2 separate regions of the Sus scrofa genome follow, and region 1 is linked to region 2. A link is a contact called in public Hi-C data. All regions are on one chromosome and are shown on one strand. The core of a region is the stretch at or near the end of the contact, and the rest is flanking DNA. Distances in the headings are between cores, read along the strand shown.

Evidence for each region. Hi-C and Micro-C count contacts between places; a contact is called where the count stands out from the background.
Region 1: a contact with region 2 is called in a Hi-C map of fetal liver, with 2.0 times the contacts expected there. The contact joins the promoter of HACD3 here to the enhancer-like site in region 2. A contact is called at or near these places in 5 of 5 promoter capture datasets (fetal liver, fetal skeletal muscle, liver and 1 more), 20 of 47 Hi-C or Micro-C datasets (alveolar macrophages, blood, brain and 13 more) and 2 of 2 datasets of contacts at active chromatin or transcription factors (alveolar macrophages and skeletal muscle).

Annotation. Positions count from the first base shown.
Region 1 is chr1:163,524,192-163,529,475 of Sscrofa11.1, reverse strand. It overlaps HACD3 (very-long-chain (3R)-3-hydroxyacyl-CoA dehydratase 3), which reads right to left and starts at 3,604. Exons shown (of 11, transcript XM_003121729.4): 1 at 3,297-3,604. The coding sequence starts at 3,383.
Region 2 is chr1:163,409,732-163,414,572 of Sscrofa11.1, reverse strand. IGDCC4 (immunoglobulin superfamily DCC subclass member 4) reads left to right here. Exons shown (of 20, transcript XM_003121731.5): 6 at 2,650-2,805; 7 at 3,447-3,860; 8 at 4,360-4,524. Among named protein-coding and RNA genes, the nearest start is that of IGDCC3, 20 kb to the right of the region's middle. Within about 2 kb of position 3,557, at least 2 of the 83 cell types and tissues checked have an H3K27ac peak or open chromatin away from gene starts, as enhancers often do. A contact at or near this core is called in fetal liver, where this site is marked.

The DNA of each region.
Region 1 (5,284 bases), core at 2,355-4,854, 110 kb before region 2:
TTTGCTAGTGCTCACCTCAAACGCAGATAAAGCTGCTGTTAAAGTCTTTATTTGCTTGTTTTGGGTCATCATTGTGGCTTGCAGAAGTTACCAGGCTAGGGATCAAACCGGAGCCACAGCAGTGACAATGCCAGGTCCCCCACCCACTGAGCCATGAGGGAACTCCTGAAGTCTTTATAGTGTACCATTCCTCCTCACATCAGTGGTGGTTTCTTACCAGTCACGAGTTCTGTAGCCCCAAAGACAGAGTAGAGATGGGAAAACCTGATGGTTCTCTGTGTCTTAGGAAGGGAAGGGAACAGGACTTAGGCTCCCAAACTGGAATTCAACACTAAAACTCACTTAAGCATAAATTATGGAAAGTAGGGGGCGATAGAGAGCTGTCCAACAACTCAGCACCTAGCCTATGTGAGGCAAAAGCAGGTACTCTGCTTTTGTCTCCACCAACGGTCCTCACTGAACAAATAAATGAATTGCTTCACCGCGAGCCAGAATCACCATTTCATGGGCCCTACACAGAGCAATTGAGATTTTTTTTGTTTTTAAAGAGCAGCCTCTGATGTTCCAAACCCAGCCTGGCACTCACAGCTAGAACATTTTATTCTGCTATTGGACATAATCGATCTGACAGAATACCTTGATAAAATCAAAGTCCATTTCATAATTTTATGTAAGCACAAACAAAAACACGGCCACAATGCCACCTACAAAATACCAGACACCCTTCATCTCTTGGCCAAAACAAGTGACTGCAACTTCTCCACCAACTATAGTTTTATTCTTGTGCTAGTCTTCCTTCTCTATATATATGAGATTTATTCAGATACTCAACCACAGAATTGCCCTTATTTTTTAACAGCATCTAATCTAGAGCAACTCCTTGCCTCCTTAGTCTGTCCCCCAATCGTCAGAGTCTAAATCCTACAATCAGTTTCAACATTCCTAATGAGCAAACCCATGGGGTATACTTTCCCTTGCTTGTATGAGTAATAAACATAACTTGTTTAACTAGAGGTGTGTTCTTGACATGCTCTGGCTATAGGGCACCGACATGTGCAACAAGTCAGACAATGTGAAAGTCTATACCTTCTTTCTGGAAAGTTCTCCCAGTCTCCCAACTAGAATACTTCATCTTATTTCTGGAAGTCACCTCTTACTAATGAAAGACAGGTAACAAATCCCTTTAACATCAGGGACCTGGTTCAATATTCAACTTCAGTTCTACAAATAAACACACTCATGCACAAAACTTTTTGCTTGTATATGATAATACGCTTCCTCCTAGATAGAATGCCCTTGGAAAGCTGTCTGACATACTGGAAAATCTGTAGTATTCCACACATGGTAGAGAATTTCTTTTATGAATGGTATTAACATGTTGCTTTAAGCTGAAATAGATGCCTCATAATTAGAGATGGGAAATCTCAGAAAAACCAAAAACTCAATTGGTGGAAAAAGATTTAATTTTTCCCCCAAAAATAAAAGAATTTCTCTCTCCAAAAGAAAATTTCATTCTTTCCCTCCACCTTTACATTTCTTTACCTACAATAAATTCCAAACACATACCTTCATGACTTAAGATCTACCAAATATGATTAACACATGTGTTCATGTTTCTTAACTGAATGATTTATTTAGATCTTTCAGGAAAAATATAAGTATGATGCATTCTTTCATTTTTCCAATTTACATTTTTTTCCACCAACACCACCCAACTTCCCCTAAAAACAGCTTTTTTATTTGTAGCTTCAGAAGCATTCCAGAATATTACACCTGTATTACTAGAGAGGGCTTGCTTTTATTTAATTGGTAAATAGTGCTTAATATTTAATGCTTAACTGAATACTTAAAAGAGACTGCCATAACACATGTTCTGTACTTTTCTTATTGATTGAAGAATCCTCTCTAGAAGGAGACTCTGATCCCTGTCTACAAAGATTTTGTTTGTTTTTTCCTTTTTTATCAAAACTCCCTGGAGCAGAGTAGAGGGAGACAGCACAGAATGTTTATTCATCCTCTGATGCAAAAGTGTAATTCAGCCTGATTTAACACATTAAATGACACACTGGGCAATGCCACAGCCTATTTAAAGGCATTCTGGCCAGTATTTGTCTTTTATCTTTCTTTCTTTCTTTCTTTTTTCTTTTTTTTTTTTTTTTAGGGCTGCATGTTTGGGATTCAAGCCACATCTGCGACCTATACCACAGCTCATGGCAACGCCAGATCCTTAACCCACTGAGTGAGGCCAGGGATTGAACCTGCATCTTCATGGATCCTAGTCGGGTTCGTTAACCACCGAGCCTGGAGGGGAACTCCTGTCTTTATCTTTCAATGAGAAAACAGGTTTATAATCCAGAAGCAAAAATTTAAATTCAACATATTCAAGACCACAAAGAGCACCTACAGCTGGCAAGACAATACGCCACATGGGCTGACAGATCCAAACATAAACCTCTACCTCAGAGGCAGAGAGAGTTAAGTGAAGGAGGCTACAGAGTGCCATAGATGTCAAAGAGAGTAGGAAGTAAGGATGACTGCAGAAAGAACATTCCCGATGGAAAATTCCAGTTCCCCTAAGACGAGAATCCTGCATAGTGTGGACAGAGACATGGGGGTACTCAGGTCCTGAAATCTCCACCGTGTAGTAGGCCTCAGTCTGTTCATATGCGGGCCAATGAGATCAAACATAAATGCCCCAACAAGATAATTTTGAAGTTCTCTATGCAACTCAGCAAACCTGAGCTCACAGCCCTGAGAAGGGGGCGGTGGGCGTGAGGTATCTTCTCTGAAGTCTTCTGGACTTCAAAATTAACAAGAATGACACCCACCACTGAATGGCTGGGAGGTGGGTGTGGCCCCTCTGATGCAGCTGAGGGGACTTAACTGGACCTCTCAGGCCAGCAGAGACGTCCAGCCAAGGCCCAGGAAGCCAGTGTCACACGGCACCCCCAACCCGACGAGCTCTTCGCGAACCCCGACGGCCAGGCCTCCAAGGGCCATGCTCAGGTTCCATCAGGCCGCAGACTGCGAACAAGGAGGCGGCCCGGGGCAGCCTCCGCGGCCCACACGGGCCTCACGCATCACCCGAGGCACCCGCAGCCTTCAGGGAGTCGCACCCACAGTCTGCCTAGATGAGGGCCAGTCTTTGCTCGGGCCTGGACGCCAAGAGCGCATCGCGTCGTGGATCGCATAGGCGCACTGCTGGCTCTCTGGCACGCACCCGGACAATGGGGACCAGTATCCCAGCTGGTCCCGGGAGCTACGACCCCGCGAACGTCAAGCCGCCCGGCCTTTACCTGCACGTCACTCAGCTCCACGCGCAGATACAGCTCTCGGTGCCGCTGAGCCCAGTAGACGTGAGGCGTGAGCACCTGATTCTCCATGACCACACTGCCCAGGGTGCGGGGAGACTCAGCTTGCTGAGCCTATTTCCCTCAAGTAGTGCGCGGCTGGAGCCTGCCGAACGCAGGCCGCAAACCCCAGGGCTCCGGAGTGCCTGCTGCCTCCAGATGACCCACGCTCTCGGGCCGCGCCTGCGCAGTGGCGAGCGCGGGGCGGGGGGAGCGGGGGCAGCTGCGCGGGCTCCGGGCCTCGGCTCGAGTCTGGTGGGGGCGGGGCGGGAGGGGGCGGGCCCAAGAACCCGGGAAGCTCCAGTTTGCTGAGGCGGCCTCCGGAGTTGGAATTGGCTAGTGCGTCGCGGTTCCGTCTCTTCTGGAGGAGGCTTAAAAATAAGCATAAGAGGGGATTCCCACTGTGGCACAGCGAAGTGAATCCGACTAGTGTGCCTGAGAGTGGGGATTCGATCCCCGGCCTTGCTCCGTGGGTTGAGAGTCCAGAGTTTCCATGAATTGTGCTGTAGGTTGCAGGCATGACTCGGATCCCATGTTGCTGTGGCTGTGGTGTAGGCCGGCGGCTGTAGCTCGGAATGGACCCCTAGTCTGGGAACTTCCACATGCCGCAAGTGCGGCCCTAAAAAGCAAAAAAAAAAAAAAAAAAGCATAAAAAAATAAACTCTGGGAGTTCCCGTCATGGCGCAGCGGTTAACGAATCCAACTAAGAACCACGAAGTTGCGGGTTCAGTCCCTGTCCTTGCTCCGTGGGTTAACGATCCAGCATTGCCGTGAGCTGTGGTGTAGGTTGCAGACACGGCTCGGATCCCACGTTGCTGTGGCTCTGGCGTAGGTCGGTGGCTACAGCTCCGATTCAACCCCTAGCCTGGGAACCTCCATATGCCGCGGGAGCGGCCCAAGAAATAGCAACAACAACAACAACAAAAGACAAAAAATAAATAAATAAATAAACTCTGGTAACTCACTAATTCAGCATTTACCTACTCTGTGCCTGAAGCTAAAATCCCGAGCTTCAGGAGTAAGACACAGTACCTGAGGTCTCTTAAAAGATACTAGTAATTGCAGACATAATAAGGATGACGATGGTTATAGGGGAATTGGTGTGGGAGAGGGTGGACGAGTGTTCTCTGAGGGGAGAGTAAGCCTAAGGGCCAGAAATTTCCATAGGGCTTTTCCATAGAACTTTATGCAATGATGGAAATATCCTTTTCTGTGCTGTCCATTACAGTAGCCACTAGCCACATGAGGCTTTTGAGTGCTTGAAATGTGGCTACACAGGTTGAGAAACTGAATTTTTAATTTCATTTACATCTAATTAAATAGTCACAAATTAGTGGCTGTCCTATGGGACAGGAGACTTGTCTCTTAAAATAAGAAACACTAATTTTTGTCTAATTTAAACTATCTCATCCATATCCACATCCATGCCAAGTCTGCTGCAGTGAAGAATCTAAGAGGAAGCAACATTTCTTTGAAAATCAGAAATCTGGGACAAAAATTAAAGTTTCAGTTCTGTTAGCCCCTATTTATTTAGTGAAATGCTGAGCACAGGGAACCAGGGATGAAATGATGCCAGCTCTCAGAAAACATTTAGCTCAGAGGTCAGGTTGTATAAGATATAGAGTGGTTTTTTTTTTGTTTGTTTCTGCTTTTCTTTCTAGGACCGCATCTGCAGCCTATGGAAGTTCCCTGTCTAGCAATCTAATTGGAGTTGCAGCTGCTGGCCTACACCATAGCCACAGCCACAGCAACATGGGATCCCAGCCATGTCTGCAACCTACACCACAGCTCATGGCAATGCCGGATCCTTAACCCACTGAGCAAGGCCAGGGATCAAACCTACATTCTAATGGATATTAGTCAGGTTACCACTGAGCCACAACAGGAACTTCTCCTAGAGTGTTTTAACGTGGGGAATGTGCTGAGCTTACAAA
Region 2 (4,841 bases), core at 2,308-4,807:
GGTAGAAAGCTGGGACCCAAACTTTAGATCCTTTTCTCTTTCTGGTACATCACCCTCTACAGCCCTGTATGGAGGAAAAGCAAGGATTATTTTTATTTCCATTTGCTGATAAGAAGTGACTTGTCCCAAGTTAATGGCAGAAGTAAGTCTTAAGCCCAGCTCTCTCTACCCTTCTTCCCTGGCTCAGACCTTTACCCTATACTGCCTCCTTTTTGTATTCAATAGTATAAAATGATTAAAAAAAAAAAGAGTATATAATGATAGGAGTTTCCTGGTGGTCAGTGGGTTAAGGATTCACCATGGTTACTGCTGTAGCTCAGGTTCAACCATTCCTGCCCTGGGAACTTCTGTATGCTTCAGGTGTGCGCCCCCCCCAAAAGTATATAATGATGAATACATAGAGTTTAAAGAAAAATAATAACCCAAACAACTTCGTACCCCCACTAAGCTGATGAAAAAGACCAGTGCTGATATCTGTGCCTCCCTGACCTGCCTGGCCTCATTGGACTTGTGACACTTGCCTAGTTAGGGGTATCCTGGGGCCAGCAGGACCCTTATACTATTACTGGGGTAAGCCTATGGAGTTGCCCAGAAGTTCTATTCTCAGAGTTTCTCAAATCCTGACCCGGCATCAGGATGATGCAGGGAGATTCTCACAATTGCCAACTCCCTCTGGAGTTCACACCCAGAGAGTAATGACCCAGGATTCTTTTTTGATTTTTCTTTTGTTTTTTCTTATTTGGGCCACACCTGCAGCACATGGAAGTTCCCAGGCTAGGGGTCAAATCGGAGCTACAGCAACTCGGGATCTGAGCCACATCTGTGACCTATGCCACAGCTTCCAGCAACCCGGGATCCTTAACCCACTGATCGAGGCCAGGAGATGAACCCACATTCTCATGGATACTAGTCAGATTCTTAACCTACCTGCTGAGCCACAAGGGGGAACTCCATGACCCAGGATTCTTCATGCTTAAACAAGTGCCTGAGGTCCTTCTACTTTCCTGACATAGTTAGAAATGCAGAATCTGGGGTGCCCCAGGCCTCTGCATCTTAACAAGGTCTCCTGCGATTCTGTGATTTGTGTGCACAGCAAATATGTGAGAATTGCTGTCCCAGAGGTCCTGACACCTATGGTTCTGGGATCTCAGTTGGAGAAACTCTGCTAATAGCACTCCTGGTCAGAGGCTGGGAAGAGAGGGGCTGTAAAGGGACTTCATTCCTGACCCTGGGTACTTTTCCAGGAACTTACGCCACTAAGTCAGGGGAAGGGTATAGTTTTTTTGTTGTTGTGTTTTCTCCTGATGGCAAAAGTTGTTATGTATTCATTGTGGAAAACTAGGGAAAAGCAAACATAGAAAAATCCCACCATTCAAGAGATAAAATTGTTAACATATTGAGTGTATTTTCTTCCAGATTTTTTTCTGTGCACATGTACATTTTCCCTTAAAATTAAAAGCATGCTGTATTTACAGTTCCAAGTCCTATTTTCATTCAACAGTATATCATAAGCTTCTCCTCATCTTTAAATCTTTTTCAAAAAAATAAAAATTTTTTTGGCCTTGCCTTTGGCATGTGGAAATTCCCAGGCCAGGGATCAAACCTGAGCCACAGCAGTGACCTGGGCCACTGTGGTGACAATGCTGGACCCTTACCCACTGTGCCACAAGGGAACTCCCCCAAAATAATTTTTTTTTTTTTGGTTGCAGAGGCTCGATGTGGGATCTCAGTTCCCAGACCAGGATTGAACCTGGGCCACAGCAGTGAAAGTGCCAAGTTCTAATCACTGGACCACCAGGGAACTCCCCAAAGCTGATTTTTAATAACTGATATTCCATCACTTGAATATAGTCATAATTTAATTTGCTAGTTGTTGCTAGTTGGTGCCAGTTGTCCACTATTACAGTTAACACTTCAGTGATCAGCCGGGTTCACAGCTCCTCACAGCTTCCCAGCACAGGTGCCCACAGGTGGAATCCCTGGTTTTAAGGTCAAGGTGGAACCCCTGTATCAGTTACCCTTTCTCTGGCATTGCAACATACTATTTGAAAGATTTACCAATTTGATAGGTAAACACGAACATCTGTGTTTTGATGTGCATTTCTTTGATTTGGTAAAATTGAGCACTTTTTTGTTTCTTGGCCATTTGAATTCCTTTTCTGGATTTTCTGTTCATGTCCGGAAGGCAAGGGCTTTTTAAACAGTTTTCAGTTCACGTCAAGATAAAAGTCTGCACCTATTCAAATCTTTGGTTCTGGTCCAGACCTTTCCAGACATATTTTCATCACAGCAGGGAGCTAAGACCATATGGGAGGAGTGTGTACTTCTTGAGGGAAATGAATTTAACGACAGCAGGTAATGACTAGTAATGGCAATGACCAGTGTACTGAGTGCATTTTATGTGCCTGCATTGTATAAGGCCGTTTCACAGAACTTATTCGTTCCACTCTCAGAGCAGCCCTTTCAGTGAGGGACTATCTCCCCATTTTACAGACACACTAGGGCTCAGAGGGGGTCCGGTCTAGCAAGTGGAGAAACTGAGCCTGCTGTGTTCTCTTAACTGGGGTGTGGAGGGCCCTCCAGGTCCAGAGAGTGGATGGAAGGGCAGCCCGCAGCTCCCCCGCTCCAGCGCTTCCCCTCCTCCTGCAGACGGGAAGCCTATTTCTACCGATGTCATCGTCCTGGGCCGCACCAACCTGCTAATCACCAGCGCGCAGCCCCGGCACTCTGGCGTCTACGTCTGCAGAGCCAACAAGCCCCGTACGCGCGACTTTGCCACCGCCGCCGCCGAGCTCCGCGTGCTGGGTGAGGAAGGCTGGAGAGTGAGACAGGGTGTAGGACACGGGAGTAGGCGTGAGGAAGACCAGATTGAGGCTGGTTAGCTGGGGCTGAGGAAAGGAGGGATGGGAGGGGGGAAATGGGCAAGTGGGTATGCTGGAGGATAAAAAAGGATGGGGCTAGAGAGGCCGGGGTTGGAGAAGGGTGATTAGGGCATGGCTTGGGTGGTTGGGGATGTGGAGGGGTGGTCTGGGTGGACGCAGGTAATGGGGGAGGGGTGCGACTGGGGTTACTGGAGGAGATGGAGTGGTTTGGGTGGAGAAAACTGGGGGACAGGGTTGGCAGAGGGGTAAATCTGATAGGTGTGGGATCTGGGAGGTAGGGGAGAAGAGAGGGCTAAGTGCGGACGCGGGGTTAGATCCACGAGGGGCCAGGGTATTTAGGAGAGGCTGAGAAGGCCTGGGGACAACTCAGGGAGAGGGAGAGAGTGGGGGTAGAGTAAAAGCGCGAAGAGGGCTGGCGCTGCGCTGCCGAGAGTATTTTGGGGGACGGGTGAATCAGGGAGAGAGTTAGAATAGGTAGAGCGGACGCCATAGTTCGTCGGGGATTTGGGGGCGGGGCCCGGAGCGGCCGGAGCTCGAAGTCAGCGTCCCCATCCCCTCCGACAGCGGCTCCTGCCATCTCGCAGGCGCCCGAGGCGCTATCTCGGACGAGGGCGAGCACCGCGCGCTTCGTGTGCCGCGCATCGGGTGAGCCGCGGCCCGCGTTGCGGTGGCTGCACAACGGGGCGCCGCTGCGGCCCAACGGGCGTGTCAAGGTGCAGGGCGGCGGCAGCAGCCTGGTCATCACGCAGATCGGCCTGCAGGATGCCGGCTACTACCAGTGCGTGGCCGAGAACAACGCGGGCACGGCGTGCGCCGCCGCGCCGCTGGCAGTAGTAGTGCGCGAGGGTCTGCCCAGCGCCCCCACGCGGGTCACCGCCACGCCCCTGAGCAGCTCCACTGTGCTGGTGGCCTGGGAGCGGCCCGAGCTGCACAGCGAGCAGATCATCGGTTTCTCCCTTCACTACCAGAAGGCACGGGGTACGTCTGGGGCTAAGAAGCTCCAGCAAAAGCCTACGCAGGGGCGCACTGGGAGGGGCATATATTGGTTGGCAGAAGGGTTGCCTGGTTGGTATCTTTGGGGATAGAGTGGGGTGGGGAGGGAGCCCACAGGAGAGACCTGTGTAGATATGGGTTAGCCATTTTCCCCATACCCACAATTTGTTATGAGAAGTGGGAGAGGATGCTTTTCCTCCCATGGAAAATTGCCTTGGCATTCCTGGAGTCAGCTTAACTGCAGCAGGAGTCACTTAAGTTAGACGCTAGAAAGAACTTCCTAACCAGTGGAGGAATTAATACAGTGGAAGTTGAAATCAGGAGAGTGTATTCTCTCCTCTTCAGATTATCTGGAATGATTTATAAAGAGGCTATTCCAGAGAGTGGGACAATATGTAGGATCCCCAGACAGCCTCCAGCTGGATCACTGGTGGTGGCCCTATGACAGACCCTTTGATCCTTTCTCCCCTGTGTCACCACTTAGGCATGGACAGTGTGGAATACCAGTTTGCCGTGAACAATGACACCACTGAGCTACAGGTTCGGGACCTGGAGCCCAACACAGACTATGAGTTCTATGTGGTGGCCTACTCACAGCTGGGGGCCAGCCGCACCTCCACCCCAGCGCTGGTCCACACATTGGATGATGGTAGGGCCTCTGTACCTGCAGTGGGCACCTTGGGGCCCGGAGAACTCCCTGGGGATGGTAGTTCAGCTTCTCTTTACTAGTGTACACCAAGATGCTTTTCCCTACCTTGTATCATCTTTTGTGCCCTGAAAGGGGGTTAGCAGGGTTCTTATCCCTAATTTACAGTTGGGGAAACTGAGGCCCAGAACATGAGTGACTTGCCCAAGGTCAGTAGTGTAGCTGGGACTGGAGCCCAGTTCTCATGATTGCCTGTATGATATAGCTCTTCTCCTCCTCGCCCACGTACCAGCCAGTCAGGCAAGAGCCAGTGACAACCC